Linked DNA regions of Mus musculus: region 1 is linked to region 2. A link is a contact called in public Hi-C data. All regions are on one chromosome and are shown on one strand. The core of a region is the stretch at or near the end of the contact, and the rest is flanking DNA. Distances in the headings are between cores, read along the strand shown. Region 1 has its middle 4.2 kb from the start of Gm28644. Region 2 has its middle 80 kb from the start of Phf3.

Region 1 (4,374 bases), core at 619-3,118, 230 kb before region 2:
GGAAGGGTACACATACATACATACATATACATACATACACACACACACACACACACACACACAGAGGGGGGGCATGAATTCATGCCACACATGTGCATAAGTAATTAATTAAATTAATTAAAGACATCACAGCCTAGTTCCTGAAATTCGTGGATATTAAAAAAATAAATCCTTGTGTGGAACTGGAACCACTTTTGGTGGCCATGTGCCTGTAATCCCAGCACCTGAGAGAGAAGCATCTCTAATTCAAGGCCAACTTGTGCTGCATTGTAAGCCTCTGTCTCCAAAACATGTGTGTGTGTGTGTGTGTGTGTGTGTATAATGTAAAGTAGATGTTTTTATTTTAAGGGTGAAATTATAGCTCCTTATTAGTTAATAATTAGTGCATTGTGTGCCTGATATGTGCTTCCTATACCCAGTGGAACCAGGAAGTGTCAAAGCATTAGCAGAAAGAAATCCCCAACAATACCCTTATAGAACTACAGAACTAATGGAACTGCTATGGTGGCCCATTTCTATAATAGAGTGCTCAGGAGGCAGAGGAGGAAGGCTCACATGTGAGACCATGGAAGGGAAAAGAAAGGTAAGAGAAGGAGGGAATGCGGGAGTAGACAGAGGGAGAAGAAAAGAGGCGTCAAAATAACTGTCATTATTTTCTGCTTTAAAGGGCGTGATAGATTAAAAGAATACATGAAAATATATATCTCGGCACTCATAGGTTCTTAATTGCATGCTCGGGTTTTCAAAGAATAGTGCTTACAGAACTATGGAATTTGTTGTTTCTTCTTAGATATGAGGCTCTTTACTCTTTCCATCTACTGTGGGGTTAATGGACTGGAATGCATGATTTACAGAAATTAGCAAGATAGAATAACTGAGCCTTGCATCCTAGGACTGGATTCAAAATTTAAGTGACCTTGTACAGATGGAAGACCTGTCCTAAACAGACTGAAGGGCATTTGTACTGGGAAACGTGTCGGGAATCCCAGATCGATTTTCTAAACCACACAAACTGTAGTGAACTGTTAGGCAAACATTTTAAATGAAGACATCACGTCCAGAGAGAGATGCCCATCAGTAGAGCAATTCTGTTGAGAAACTACCACAAAGGAAGTGGAAATGCAGAGGGCACAATGTGTTTCTGTGCTGCTGCGCAGTCTCTTCCAAGCCAAGGTTCAGAGCTGGAAGAAAGTGGTCTTCAGAGAGCATTCGGCCCTGAGCTTCTGCATGTAAAAGAGTTCACCACAGAATGGAAGTAAATAAACCAAGAGCCACTTTAACACACACATTCTTAAATGTGGGATTGGTTTAAGCCAACACACCCAGTACTTACAAAACATTTTTATACACAGTTGGGTGTGGTGGCATATGTCCTTAGTCCCAGAACTGAGCAGGTAAAGGCAGATGGATATCTATGTATCCAAGCCTAGCATGGTCTGCATATTGAGTTCTACAGCAGCCAAGGATACAAGGTGAGAGAGAACTTGTCTCAAAGAAACCCAAAAGGTTATATATGTAACATTGAAACGAGCTTTCAGGCAACAAGATAATATAGATATGGTTCCTGTGAATAAAGGGGGTGGTGGTGGTAGTTTTTAGAACAATAATGTGACTTTCTTATTGTGTTAAATGGTAAGGAAATTATGTTTACAACTAATATTTTCAATTGTGTATATGCCATCATTCCTTCACAGTTGAAATTATATCATAAGCTGAAATGTGAATACAAATAAAAACAGAATTTTTTTAAAACTATGAGTCCTAAAGCAACCCCAAAATAAAATAGCCTCACATGAATGAGTCATAACTGTGCCCACGAGTATCAAGGATCAGGAAGCTGATAGCCTCTCAGAACATTTGGACATTAAAAGTCAATAGCTGTGTTTATTTGGGGCATAGGTCATGTTACAGCTCTGTTTTACTGGTACTTGAAAGCCAGTCACAAAGGTTTAAGGATATTTTGTTAATGTCACAAAGGATGCATTATGAGAAAAGATTGGATTAAAATTATCGTGTTAAAAAATACCTGATCCCATGGACCTCCTACAAATGAACCCTTCCCATTTCGTCTATAATTTAATTTGGACTTGAAGGTGAAGGATTTATAGTCACTTCTTTGACATTAGAGCTAACTGAATTTTAATCTCAGGGATGATAAGTGCTCAGAAGCAATTCTCACTTTATAGAAAGGGAACACCACTGTGAGAAAAGGTAAGCCTAGTTATTATTTACAGTTTGTGATTTTTTTTCAATACAGTCAACTTTCCATACAAAGATCCTGCATCCATGGGTTCAGCCAATCAAAAGTTATGGGCAGGGGAACTGGAAAGAAATATAAAAAAACATTTTTCTTGTCAGTATTCCCTAAATCATCAGCACAGCAACTATTTACAAAGCATCTGCTTTTGGTTAAGCGTGCTTAACTTACCTAGAGCACACAGGATGGTCTCAGAAGGTTTTATACAAATACACCATTTGAATGAGCCTTGCACATCCAGACTCGGGTATTTGATGGAAGTCTACATAAAGTTCCCCTCAGAAAACAAGCAATGTTTATGTCACCACTTGACAGTCTTTGCATCTGAAAATGTTGTTGTAACCTGCAATTAGTCCTAAGCCACCGCAAGACCTGACAGTCCTCTGAGCATGGCACACATATTCATGGGTTCTAGTTACCAGGAAGGACTTCTATGGCCTTCATTTTCCCCCTGAAATGCTTCTTTTGGTAAATGTTTTTGGAACTAAGAAATTAGTGCTTTGGATTGACTAACACCTAGCCTTTTATTTGGTGAAGACAATGACTGCCAGGCTCAGGCCAATTAGATAGGAATCCCGGAAATGGGATCTTAACATACTGTTTTCAGTGATCTCCAGGGGAAAGACACTTGTTGTAGAGGAATTCCCACCTCCAAAGAAAAGAGCCAACTAATCTGGTTGGGGTCCAAAACTAATCACCTTGAACAGGAGGGCTTGAAACCTGACGGAGTTCACTTGTTATTCACTGAAAGAGAAGGTTGATTGAGATTCTCTATCTTCGGATGAAAGCCCCAAGAGAATAGAGACCCTCATTACTTATTGCTTAGAAAGGAGGAAGGGACAATGAGTGATCACCCTGACCTTCCTGCACTTTGAGGACATTTCTAGAGTCAAGAATCTGAGCAGTGAGCAGCCAGGGAGAGGTTGGGGCAGCCCTGTCATAGGGATTCAGGCAGGCCCAGACAAAGATTTTAACAAGGGAAAAGCAGAAATGATGTCATAGGCAAATGTCCTTTCCATCAGAACTAGCTGTATTCAGCTAAATAGAGATTACTAAAGCAGAGATATGAATTACCTCTGGAATAACTTTGCAAAATAGTAGGGAAAGTTTTAAGTTTGCTGACAAATATGCATGCAAATTTCCAAGCATTTAATCATCACCTTTAAAGTTTCTTGGAATGTGAGCTGGGATTTTCGCTACTCAGGAAGGGCAGGCTGTTCTGAAGAGGATATTTCCAAGGTTTCTGGTCAGAAGCAGCTGTTCCTGCAGTTTCTCTAGTCCCAAGGTTTTGAGAAATTGTTTCAAACTCCTCAAATACCATTAATTGGTTTCAAGTCTCCATGACAAAAAGAAAGAAAGAAAGAAAGAAAGAAAGAAAGAAAGAAAGAAAGAAAGAAAGAAAGAAAGAAAGGAAGGAAGGAAGGAAGGAAGGAAGGAAGGAAGGAAGGAAGGAAGGAAGAAAGAAAGGAAGGAAGGAAGAAAGGAGAACACACACACACACAAAAAAAAAAAACCCTGAGTATCAGGTACTCCATTCAAATATAACAGAAAATTGATTAAACCTTTGATTGAAGAAACTTGGTGATGAAATTAAAGGGTAGTGTTGCAAAAGCAATGAACAATCAATAGGATTCTGAACCGTTGGTCAAGACAGATAAAGTACTTGCAGAAACCTAGAAGCAGCATGGGGTAAAAAAAAGAAGAGCTGATGTGGCCACAGCCACCTTTGAGTGCAGCAGAAGGAGCAGTCGTTTGAAGTCATTCTCAGTTTCCCAGTGAGAGACCAGTCTCAGTTACATGAGACTCTGTATCTACAAAATACAGTTAAAAAGCAAAATATGGAGACTATACTTGGAAGGTAGCTCAACAATATTAACTTTATATAGCATTAAGATATGGTAAAGACAATCTACCTACAATAAAAATTCAAAAACGTTTGCTGCCATAATTGCCTGAAAAGCCAAATACACCAGTTTCCTGAGCCCCTCTACCAGAGCTGTGAGTCCAGACATGTGAAAATGGTATTTTGCCCCATAACAAATTCTCTGGGAAGCCAGTGCCTCTGCCATGTGACCGCCTCAGATTTAGAGGACTGAGCTCCTTCCAGCAGGTAGAAC
Region 2 (4,016 bases), core at 47-2,546:
TGAAAGGGACATATGTCAATCCAGCAAGCAAAGCTGGGTTAGTATAAATATTTATTTTTTATATGTCTGTGTGTGGGTTATGTGCAGTGTATGTGAGCATTGACTGAAGCCAGAGAGGGAATTGGATTTCCTGGAACTGGAATTATAGGCAGTTCTGAGCTCAACAAGGGTGCCAGGAATCAAACTCGGGTTCTTTGTGAGAACAGTAAGAGCTTTAACACTTGACTCATTACTCCAATCTCCAAATTCATATTATCTTTAATCAATTGTTCTTCATATCATCTCTCCTGTTCTCACACATATTCTAGAAATTCGGTTGTTACATGGTCTGAGCTTTCCTTTGGTTTAAAAGGGTGAGCTGTGTATAGGGGCACGGGGTATAGGTGTGAGGACACCTATAAATAGATGACAAAGCTTCAGCATAGGGAAACGTGGTGTTGGTGTAGTAACCATGTGCTGGGGAAAGATGACAGCTGTCCTGCCTAATCCTGGTTGTCACCTTGACTACATCTGGAATCAACTAAGACCCAAGCAGTAGGGCATGACTCTGAGGGATTTTCTTGATTGGATAATTTGAAGTCCAAAGTTCCATCCTAAGTCTGGGCCAAACTTTCTGGTAACAGCCTGGTGGACGCCATGCAGAAAGAGCTGCAGTGGGCAAGTGAGCTTCTTGGGAGACAGCCCACTCTATTGGGCCATTTCCCTGTAGATCAATATGAAGATGAACTTTCATAAAATAATACTATTTGGATGAATTAATGTTTGATGTAAATAGTTTTAGGACGTTAGAGTTTGATAGAGAGTTTAAGGAGATGGTTTATGTTGATTTGCAGAAGCATATAATAAACTTAGAACTAAGGTAGAACGTGCCCCCCCCCCCCGTAGAATAGTGAGGGCTGCATAGGCTAGAAAAGGAGCGCAGTGAGCTTTCATGAGCTACAAGCACGTAATTGTCCTTGGAAGAGAAAAATAGGGTTGGGAGAAGTTAATAATTAAAGAAAACATTCATTCTAGGTTGGGGCTGAGTTTCTGAATTTTCTGATCTAGGGATGTGGCCATCGGTTTTGGTGTGCACCAGGAAAAGACAGAATTATGAACAAAGAGAAAATAATTCTATTATAGGAATAGAGAATAGATGCCTAGCCAGTTAACTTAACAAGATTTAATAAGACATAAGATAGACGATGATCTGTTTCTTGGTAAATAAAAATTGTTGTCAGGTAAGCATAGGAAAAATTCCTACTATAGACTGGCTTGTTTAAACCTTGTTAATCAGTGACAAAAAATTATTGGATTGGTGTTATGATGAACTTGTGGAGAGAAAGATAGCTGGAAAATGTTTAGTTAGGTATGGGTTTTGAAAGAGAACTGCATAATCAATAGTCCTATTATAATTTCATTTTGTGTAATGATTTTAATCTGTTTTTGAATAATATGATTTTGTTGTGGTGACATTTTATAGAGAATATGTGACTTGTGGCTATGAGGTAATCTTTTTCTTACACAGAGAACTTTGTCTTAGGTGCTATAAACAGGCTATGCAAAAAAAAATGAGTTGGAGCCTGCTCATTGGAGCTTGCTCCATCTACCAACTATATATATATATGCAAATGTATATGCATTTATATTTGTATATGTAATGTATATGTATATTTGAGAAGTTTGTTGAAGCTCTCTCCATTCATCAAATGTGTTTATGTGTATATATGTATATGTGTATATATGTGTATGTGTGTAAAATGGTTGGAACTTGATCATTGGAACTCTGCTCCATCCATCCACAAAATGCATGTATGTGTATGCGTGTAACGTGGTTCAAACTTTGCTTCATCCACGCAATGTGTGAATGTGTATGAGTGTATGTGTGTATGTATGTATGTATGCATGTACGTATGTGTTTATGTATGTGTAAAGTTGTAGGAGCTTGTTCATTGGAGCTTGCTTCATCCACCAGTGTATGTGAGTGTGTGCCTGCTTTACATTGCCTCCAACTCCACATCACTTCCTGGGACCTCTGAACACATTGTTGGAGCTGGTGTTCATCAGCAACCCATATAGAAGGACACAGAAGAAGGATGCTCATGCTTTTACCTGCTTGTCCCCACTCTTTTCTGCGAAGTTCATCTAACTGGAGGCATTCCTTTGCTGGGATTAGAACCTACTTCTATGGGATTGCAGTGGAGACAGAAGACAAGCCCCTCTCTAGGAATCCTGATGGACTCAATCCCTACATTGGGACTGAGACAGCCAGTCTTGTGGATTGAACAACTACCAGATTATTGACGTTTCCATCAGGAGACAGTCATTGTTGGAGTACCCAGACCACAGCCTGTAACACACACACACACACACACACACACACACACACACACACACACACACACTATCAGCCCTGACTAATACAACCACCTCTTCAGAGCTTCCATTCATGCCCAGGTCCCTGGATGAGTGAAGTATTGAAGCAGATCCTTTGAGTTAACAGGTGTAGGTGAATATATTTGAAAATTAAAATAGCTATATTTTAAAACATAAATGTAAATTTCAACAGACTTTCCCGTATTTTAATCTAGAACATTAAAATGTTTGAGTTATCCTAAATAAATATAAATAGGGAACAAGTAAATTACACCATAAGCACAACCATAAGACCTGAGCCTGAAATATTTTTAATTTTGTGTTTCCCCTATGCCATAATAACTCTCACATATATTACAGATTGAAGCTACACAGAGCTCTTCCTAGATGGATGAAAATATATTCCACACATAGCAGGGAAGACAAGGAAAACTGACAAGCCCACAAACATTAGCAAGATTTCACAGCAGGTAAAAGCACCATAAATCTAACATAGAAATCTCTCATTACAGTGGAGCTAATTTCTGTCACTTGTTTGTACAATTCCAGTACTTTCCCCAAGCTCAGTTCTAACATTAAAAAATGCCCTACATAATATTTCATAGCCTTTTAGCTTATTGTGGACTCGGTTATACATCCCATGTACACATACAGCTCACAGATGAATGATAAAACCAACCTCGTTGAATCTACCACTTCCCTCATCAACACAAAAACATAGCCCAAAGAATTCTTGAGATCTGGACAGTCACAAGTGTATTGTCTCTGTAACTTTAGTCTTACACTCAGGGAGCTTAACCACTGCCCTAAATGAAGGAAAATAATTTTTTTTATAGTTTCAGTTTTTTAATTTGGCATGTTTGAAATGTAGTGTTCCACTATTTATAAGCCACCGTGATGGCCTCTGAGTCAGGACTACGTGAGGATCCAGCTGTGCACAGGGTTGTAGCCATGGCCACTGATATGTTACAAAGAATAGACGTTCAGAATTGTTGCATAGTTGAAATCATAGTCTTTTTCTTATGGCTTTAATTGCTTTGAAATTTATCTATGAACCTTTCCCCTAGTATGATATTAAAAATACTATTTTATTTTTAAAGACGGTTTTTTACTATGTATCCTCAGCTGGCCTCGAACTTGCTATGCAGCAGACCAGGCAGGCCTGAAGCTTATAGAGCACCACCTGCCTGTGCCACCTGAGTCCCATGCACTACTGTACCTGGCTACTACTGAAACTTTATGCTATTTCCTGAAACAGTTACAATTTTTGTCCCTTGTACAAAGAACCAAACTCTTTGTGCATCTGAAAAATATCTTGTATTTTGTTTAGGGCACAGATGCAATTACAGGTCTCTGCAGGAATGTGTTACTATGTAGCACATCCCTTCCTGCTGATGGTTGTGTCCCTTTGAAAATAGTCCCATGTCTCTTCTCTGTACTCTTAGTCTGCTTGTCTATTCGTGCATCAATGTCACGTTGTCTTAGTTACTCCAGTTTTGCATCTTGATGTCTAGAATGGCAAATTATGTGGCTTTGTATTTCTCTTGTGGGGGTCTTAACTATTTTCAACGTTTTGCTATTTCATACATTTCCCCTTCAGCTGCTCAAAAGTATTATTTTCTTGGTGTCTGATGCATTAAATCAGGTATCCTCATAAGGTG

What was found. A called contact is a pair of places that touch in the nucleus more often than the background predicts.
Region 1: a Hi-C map of liver shows a contact between it and region 2, with 3 times the contacts expected there. The contact joins two enhancer-like sites. A contact is called at or near these places in 3 of 39 promoter capture datasets (the C10 cell line, liver and pre-B cells) and 7 of 484 Hi-C or Micro-C datasets (the AML12 cell line, the HPC-7 cell line, epidermal suprabasal cells and 2 more).

The regions. Positions count from the first base shown.
Region 1 is chr1:31,012,940-31,017,313 of GRCm38.p6, reverse strand. No RefSeq gene overlaps it. Among named protein-coding and RNA genes, the nearest start is that of Gm28644, 4.2 kb to the left of the region's middle. Within about 2 kb of position 1,868, at least 5 of the 459 cell types and tissues checked have an H3K27ac peak or open chromatin away from gene starts, as enhancers often do. A contact at or near this core is called in liver, where this site is marked.
Region 2 is chr1:30,780,886-30,784,901 of GRCm38.p6, reverse strand. No RefSeq gene overlaps it. Among named protein-coding and RNA genes, the nearest start is that of Phf3, 80 kb to the left of the region's middle. Within about 2 kb of position 1,296, at least 2 of the 459 cell types and tissues checked have an H3K27ac peak or open chromatin away from gene starts, as enhancers often do. A contact at or near this core is called in liver, where this site is marked.